Regions from separate parts of the Mus musculus genome. Here region 2 is linked to region 1. The links are chromatin contacts, called in public ChIA-PET maps. All regions are on one chromosome and are shown on one strand. Each heading gives the region's core, a stretch centred on a gene start, on an enhancer-like site or on the middle of the called end of the contact. The rest is flanking DNA. Distances are from core to core; before and after follow the strand shown.

The links. ChIA-PET counts read pairs in DNA pulled down with a chosen protein or histone mark.
Region 2: an RNA polymerase II ChIA-PET map of memory CD8 T cells shows a contact between it and region 1, with 71 read pairs. The contact joins the promoter of Mdm1 here to the enhancer-like site in region 1. A contact is called at or near these places in 2 of 39 promoter capture datasets (HPC-7-derived erythroid cells and neutrophils), 1 of 15 datasets of contacts at CTCF or cohesin (the NIH/3T3 cell line), 6 of 484 Hi-C or Micro-C datasets (B cells, the BV-2 cell line, the N1E-115 cell line and 3 more), 6 of 115 datasets of contacts at active chromatin or transcription factors (bone marrow-derived macrophages, effector CD8 T cells, embryonic stem cells and 1 more) and 4 of 9 other capture datasets (adipose tissue, embryonic stem cells, liver and 1 more).

Annotation. Positions count from the first base shown.
Region 1 is chr10:118,048,869-118,052,733 of GRCm38.p6, forward strand. It overlaps Gm32663 (a long non-coding RNA gene), which reads left to right. Exons shown (of 6, transcript XR_003948955.1): 2 at 3,657-3,758. Among named protein-coding and RNA genes, the nearest start is that of Gm32663, 38 kb to the left of the region's middle. Within about 2 kb of position 1,538, at least 96 of the 459 cell types and tissues checked have an H3K27ac peak or open chromatin away from gene starts, as enhancers often do. A contact at or near this core is called in Th1 cells, adipose tissue, bone marrow-derived macrophages and 3 more, where this site is marked.
Region 2 is chr10:118,139,812-118,143,381 of GRCm38.p6, forward strand. It overlaps Mdm1 (transformed mouse 3T3 cell double minute 1), which reads left to right and starts at 1,976. Exons shown (of 14, transcript NM_148922.3): 1 at 1,976-2,151; 2 at 3,039-3,153. The coding sequence starts at 2,134.

The DNA of each region.
Region 1 (3,865 bases), core at 288-2,787:
TCTCTCTCTCTCTCTCTCTCTCTCTCTCTCTCTCTCCAAAACAGACGTTCCAAGAAATGTCTTTCTGTCTCTAGATATTATACTGCCAGGATGCTAGTCAAAATTCCCTCACACCATGAGTAGCTCAGCAGCTGGCTGGCCAGTATCTCCTAGTGGATGAATCGATTGTTCCTAGGGTGCCGGGGAGACTTTCCCAACCCAATCAGGTCCGCTGCTATGCAGCTCTCTGAAAAGTAGGCAGCACATTTAGCAGAGCCAAGAGAGAAGTCTCAGATCCTTCATGACAACCGCGGGCTGCAGGATTAATCAAACCTGGAGTTTTTGGACCTCCGATTTTCTTGTTTTTAATAAACACACTTACGGTTGAAAGTGGGTGGAGTTGGTGTGTGATGAATCGGGACTTGATTTTGCTGACACAGGTATCTGTGAGTTCCCACGTAGGAGAGGGAGGGAGATCTATACTAGGACCGGATGGAACAATGGCAAATGGAAATATTCAGTTGGTGCTCAGGAAGAGAAGAGTGACCATAGAGGAGCCTGGAGTACCATCCGGGTTGGAAAAGAACTCTGTCCTGTCTCCGAGAGGAACAGGATGCTGGCAGGGCTGCTGGTGCCCTTGCCAAGGAGGCTGAAGTTCAGGGCAGTGTTCCAGGAGGAACAGGCGCCCGAACGTGGGTCAGGAAGCCAAGGCATGGGGAAGATTGCTCTGCCAGGTTTTGGGACTGCGCTGCCAGGGTCCAGCGCAAAAGTTATATATAGAGAGGCCAGTCGGAGAAAAAGGAAGCACACAGAGAGCCGATAGACTGTAGAGGACTGGACTAGGTGGTGAACAAGGGTAAGGCTCCCAGGATCCTACAAGGCAGGAGCAGAATTGGTTCAGATGAGACAGAATGCTGGTGGCTTTCCGAAACCGCCACAGATCGGGCTGAGAAATGCAGGAAACATTCTTTTTGCAAACAGTCTTGGCCCATTTTCTTGGTATTGTTATAGAACTGCTTAGTTTTCTTCCTAAACCCTTAAAAGAAGTATCGTGGGGCTGGAGAGATGGCTCAGCAGTTAAGAGCACTAACTACTCTTCCAAAGGTCCTGAGTTCAAATCCCAGCAACCACGTGGTGGCTCACAACCATCCGTAATGAGATCTGACGCCCTCTTCTGGTGCGTCTGAAGACAGCTACAGTGTACTTACATGTAATAATAAACAAATGTTAACAACAACAACAACAACAATAACAACAGAAGTATCATCCCTCCCACCACTGCCTCTGTATTGCGTTTGATATGTGATCCTCTGAAAAGGGCTCCCTCCTCCCTCATTCGAGAAAGGTTCCAAGGTTACTTGCTTATCTGCTGCCGGCAATTTGGGTCCTGTGTGGCACACCCCTTGCTTGCAGTGTGATTTCCATTAGTCATTTCCCCCCTTCTTTCTTTTCTTTGCTCATTCAGTTACCAAGTCATCTGCAGGCTGATTCTTTGGACTCTTATAATTGGATGGTCTGAGGAGGTAGCTTCAGAATAAGGAAATCTGTTGTGGTCACTGCATTCTTTGGAGACCTCAGAGCATCAATTTCTCTCTGATTCAGCCAGGAAGTCTGTCTTCCTTTGGACTGTGGTGGCTGATGTCATGAGAGATGATTTTTGTCTAGTCAGCGGGCTGAGCTCTGTGGCAGCATTAGTACCAGAACGTAGTGATGGTGTCGAATGAAAGAAGAAACCATGAAGGGTGTGGTTCCTCCTTGGCTGTGCCCCATTCCTCATTTCTAATAAGGTTCAGCTTCTTTCACCTCAATTCAGTGTGATGCTTCAGAAAGTGAGCAGAGGATACGGTTTCCTGCAATGCAGGAAGCTACATAGGGGCTGGAGAGATGGCTCAGCAGTTCAGTATTTGCCTGCTCTTGCAGAGGTCCAGCATCCACATCAGTGGGCTTACAACCTCCTGTACTTCAATTGCAGGGGATCTGACAACCTCTTCTGGCTTCTGTGGACACTTGCAGGCATCCACATAAACATACCAACACACACACACACACACACACACACACACACACACACACACACACACACACACACAGAGAGAGAGAGAGAGAGAGAGAGAGAGAGAGAGAGAGAACACCTTTTTTTAAAGTACCATTACAAAGTCATAAATTAAATATGAAGTCGGAAAACATTTGCAGTTTAGTGAACAAGGTCTCATCTTCTTTATGTATAGAACTTTCTCATAAGTTAATAGGAAAAAGGCCACAAGTCCAATGCGAAAAATGTGTAAAATAAAATAAAATCCACAGAAAAGAGGATGTCCTTGTTAAACACATTAAGAGATAGCTAGCTTTATACGGCTGTAGTTAGGAATCAAATTGCTCCAGATAGTCATTTTTACTGTTGCAGGGTAGCAGTTCTCAACCTTCCTGATGCTGTGACCCTTTAATACGGTTCCTCAGGTTGTAGTGACCCCAGCCATAAAATTATTTCTGTTGCTGTTTCATAATTGTAATTTTGCCACTTTTATGAATTGTGGTATAGATCTCATAGTGTAAATATTCTGGTGTCTAGGGTGAACCCTGTGAAAGGGTCATTTGACTCCCAAAGAGTTGGGACCCTGAAGTCGGGCACCACTGTTGCATGGTGAGAAGGAAGTCAAATGTGAACAGATATGAGGAGATTGGTGTTCTCAGACATTACCAGTGGGGTAATAAACTTGTATAACTTCACGAACAGTTATTTGGAATCAGCCTTTAAAATTGTGTATATCTTGAATACTTCACCTCATGAACGCCATTGTCAGAATTTATTCTATAGACTTATTTATCTAGAGTGATTGAAATGCTCACAGTGTTACAGTAAGAGCAGAAGATTTGAAACAATGCAAATATTTGTCAACAGGGAAGTAGTTAAGTAAATTATGGGCATCCTATACAATGAAATATGCTGTCGCCATAAAATGGCAATACTCTTTATGAATACACGTCAAAAGATTACCAAGATATTTTATTTAAAAAAAAACAGGGTAATTTTAAAAATTAGGTAACAAAATTAAAGAATGTATTTGTTTCTCTATGAAATATTCAAGCAAGATGGCCAAGAAATTGATACTCTTTAGGATGTTGGCGGAGAGGAAATTGGTGTCCGGAATTTAGGATAGGAGAGAGGAATCTAACCCCACTGAAAGAAGGCATTGCCAATTCAAATTAGTCAGCATTAAAAAAGAAAGATAGAAATGTTCTGACACATTTTGTCTGAAAGGATCCGAATTCATCCTATCTGCACGATGTCCTCTGCTTCCCTTTCTGCCTGTTTTACTGCTGTTTAGTGGCTGCGTTTCCTCTTTCTCCAGGCTGCATGTTCCCCCCAGGCCGCGGTTCCTCTTTCTCCAGGCTGCATGTTCCCCCCAGGCTGAATGTTTGACATTTCTAACCTTGTTTGCCTTCTACACCCTTCTGTAATCTTTCAGTAGCATCTAAGCGTGGCCGCCCAGATCGCTCCTATGGGTCAGGTTGGAGGTGGTCGCCCTTTCATCCCTGACCCAGCACCTCAGCCCTACGTGTAGAAAAGGGTCACGGATGAGGGGTCAGCAGAAAGCTTGTTAGCTGTTTGCAGGATATGAGCAGGCGTCTGCAACCTCTGACACGCATGCTGACAAAGGTGTCTGACGTCATTTTAGGCTCTGGAATTGTGAGAAAGGCTGACACATACATGGAGCGGCAAGAAGAATCGATGAATTGGCTTCAACCCTTGCTCTACAACCCACAGGCATAGGATCACGGTGCGTTTTTCCTAGTGTCGCGTCCCTATAGGTGGGCTCTCTGACAGTAGGCGTGGCTAAGTCTGATGGCAATCCTCCCACTTTCCCCTGGTGGTACTAGGTAAGCA
Region 2 (3,570 bases), core at 726-3,225, 91 kb after region 1:
GACATAGCTGCAGGCTAAAGTGTCTTTCTCTAGTGGAGACTTAGTAGCCAGCTACCATGGTTGTAGCCGGCAGTAATAACACATCTATAGATATATGGCTGTTGGAGAGAGTCTCTGTGATGCTGCTGGGCATACTGTGCATGGCTGTACATGCCAGTGAGGCAGTTCACATTGAATCTTGAAAAATGTGTGTGGGATTTTGGAATCCACTCCATCCTTGTGGTTTTTTTTTTGGCAAGAGTTGTTGGTAACACAGAGACTACATAATTTATTCAGTGTTCAAACCTTTTTTTTTTATTCCATATCTTTGATTCATTTCCCCAGGGTGGGGGGTGGGGGGAGTTGATTTTTGCTTAACCGTGACAAAGTAAACATTTCTCCCTTGAGTCCCTGCAATACATCTCTAGCAAAGCTGGGTGTCACCAAGTCATCTTTACCAACGGCCACATGCGTTTCTTGTCATTGATTCCCTGCCCAGCAGAGCTTTATCCCAATCGCCTTTGTTCCTTTTTAAGCAGACAGGCTATGTTCTTCTACCTACTTCCCCTGAGACTGTGTGGTGACAAAGCTTTGTGTACAATCAGAACCGGCTCTGTCCTATCCTGTAAGGTCCTGGCTGGCTTCCTGCAGGGGGTTTCATTTCATGTTCCACTGTGTCTTGCCTGTGTCATTTTTAATTCACAGGACTGGGGTTCTGTCCTCACCGATTAACATTAACGAAAGGTCTCCTGGATGCATGGCAGCACAGGGTCTTATTTAATATTCTCTCTGTTTTAGATATCAGGTGGCTTCTTCAAATGAATTTTTAAATTATCTCCATGATAATGAAGAAGATCGGAGACATCAATTAGGAGCCAAGAAGAGGAGTCTGCAGGAAGCACTTGAAGGGACTGGGAAGGGTTGATGGGAACATCCCAACACAGGACAAAGGTAAATTCATTATTCCTAGAAGAACCCCGGCAACCTTCTCTCCAGACATATGTCTGCCTTGATCATCTTATCTTCCTCTTCTTGCAGTTGTAATTTTCAAGGCCAAGTCTGAAAATTACCCCTGAGCCTCTTCTAATCATCTCTACCCTCAGGGACCACTCTGCTTCAAACTTCCCATTCATGCCTCTCACTTGGAAAGCGAGCCCAGGACATAGTATATTATGATCGACTAAATAATGTATTTAGCATGTCTGGGTAATTTTTTTTCTGGACTTTCAGAATTAGCAGTGTTTCACGATGGGCAATAACCTATAAAAGTCAAATGGAATTTTATTTTTATTTATTCTTTCAAGACCGAGTTTTTCTGTGTAGCCCGATACTGGAACTCACTCTGTAGACCAGGCAGAGATCTCCCTGGCTCTGCCTGCCCAATGTTGGGACTGGTGGTGCATGCCTTTAATCCCAGCACTATGGAGACAGAGCCAGGTAGATATCTTTGAGTTCCAGGCCAGCCTGGTGTACAGAGGGAATTTTATTTTTAAAAAGGATGAGTTGGCTTTGCGGTCTTAATAAACTTTACTTGAATCATCCTAGGTCGTATGTATTTTTGGACCTATCCTTTTTGACCCAAGGCTCGTGTAACGCTTCTCTCCTTAGCAACTTCTTTTCAGCCGGGTACTCTAGGGGCAATTTCCTTTATGGACAAAGAGACTGTGGGTTCTGTCGTGCATTCTGGAATGCCAGGCACACTTTCACGTTCTGTGATGTCAGGGAGCTGGAACCAGTGAGGTAGGCTCTTGCCGAGCCCGGCCACACTACACAGACAGGCTGCGGTGCGCGCACTGCGGGGACTCTGCCTGCAGCCTCCTGAACAAAGCTCCCGCGGGCTCCGCCCACCGCAGCTCCGGTATCCTCATTGGCCAGCTCTTCGCCCGCCATTAGGGAGCGGGGCCGTGCCCTTACGAGTGCTGGTTGGTCTAATCGTAATGACGGTGAGGGCTGCCATTGGTCTTTAGGCCTCAAAATGGGCGGAGCAAGGCCGAGAGGCGGGGCGGGAGGGCGGCGCGGAGTGCGCCGGCGCGTCGTCGGGGACGCCGGGTCCAGGATCTTGCTAGGGAACCAGTGTTGTCGCGTCGTCCCGCCCCCTCGGGGCTTTTGCTCCCGTTAACTGTCGGCGGGGCAGGCTCCGCAGCGCAGGGCGACATGCCGGTGCGCTTCAAGGTGAGGCCGGGGGCTGGGCGGCGGGTGGCGGGGACGCCGCGGGGTGGGTGCGTGACGCGCCTGTGCCGTACCGAGCCTCCTGGCCGGAGCCTGTGCGGGGCGGAGGATGCTCCGGCCGGTGGCCCAGCGCGGAGGGGCGGGTGGGGAGAGTTCGATGGGGGCCTGACGGCGTCAGTCTGGGGTCGCCAGGAGCGGAGGCGGAAGGAGGGCCCTTGACAGTGGGACGAAAGGCTGCTGTCGGTGTAGGACACCTGTGGTTCCTCTTGCCGATAGCATTCAGCTCCTTTCCTGCAAAACTTTAAAGCGCGCGGGTCTTTTAAACGCTTGGGAAGCGGGCCCCAGTAAAAGGAGAGCGTGGGTAGGTGTGCAGCCTGCTAGTTGCACGTTTGCTTTAGGTTTTGCTCACAGTTCCAGATAGCTGTCTGTGTCTAACGCCTTTCCACGCAACAGGTGGCCACAGTGTTTCTGTAATCCCGGACTCTTTAATTCTAAAGTGCTTGCCAGACAGAGTGGGAGGGGAACACGTCTTTCTCTAATTGCCTTTTATTAAAAGCCATAACATTATGCACTCGATGAATTTAGGATAAACCTCTAGTGAGGACTTAGGTTTGTTACCACACTTTGGAATCAGAGAACCAGTTATAGCGCAGCCTCATTGAGGGACTCCGGCTTGTCTGGCTCGGGTGGTTGTGAGGATTAAGGGGCTACTTAGCCCAGGGCTGGGTAAATATTAGCTATTATTAAGGAGCTTGACTGGGGTTTAATTCTCATTCTTGGGCCTTTCAAGAACACTCTTCAGAGGTTGAGGTTTTTTTGTTTTTGTTTTTCTTTCTGATGCTAAAACACCTCTTCACTACACTGTGCTCAAATTGCACTTTTCATTATAGGGGCTGAGTGAATACCAGAGAAACTTCCTGTGGAAAAAGTCCTATTTGTCAGAGTCTTATAATCCCTCAGTGGGACAAAAGTACTCATGGGCAGGACTTAGATCGGATCAGTTGGGTAAGTTGAGCAAACCAATAGCTATCATAACTTGAATAAACCTTGGGTTCTGTTTACAAAACAATTAAAATCTACCTGTGTTGGCCTCATGTATAATTGGCAAATATTTATTGATGCTATACTGCGATCCCAGAGTCCCTTATGTACAAACAAACAAAAACAAACAAACAAACAAAAAACACAAAGAAACTCATCAAATCGAGTTGTATATAAAATAGCATGATATCAAAAAAAGTTGAATAGTAAAACTGAAGGGGAAACGCCTGAGATTGGTTGTTCTGAAAGAGGCTTTTCTGGAAATGTTTGAGCGGAGAGGAGCAAGCCTGAGGGTGAGGACTTTCAAAGACTTGAAGAATGGAAGGGTAGGTAACAGAGGCATGGCTGGAACTTGCTGGTTTTGGTCAGTGCCATGAGTTC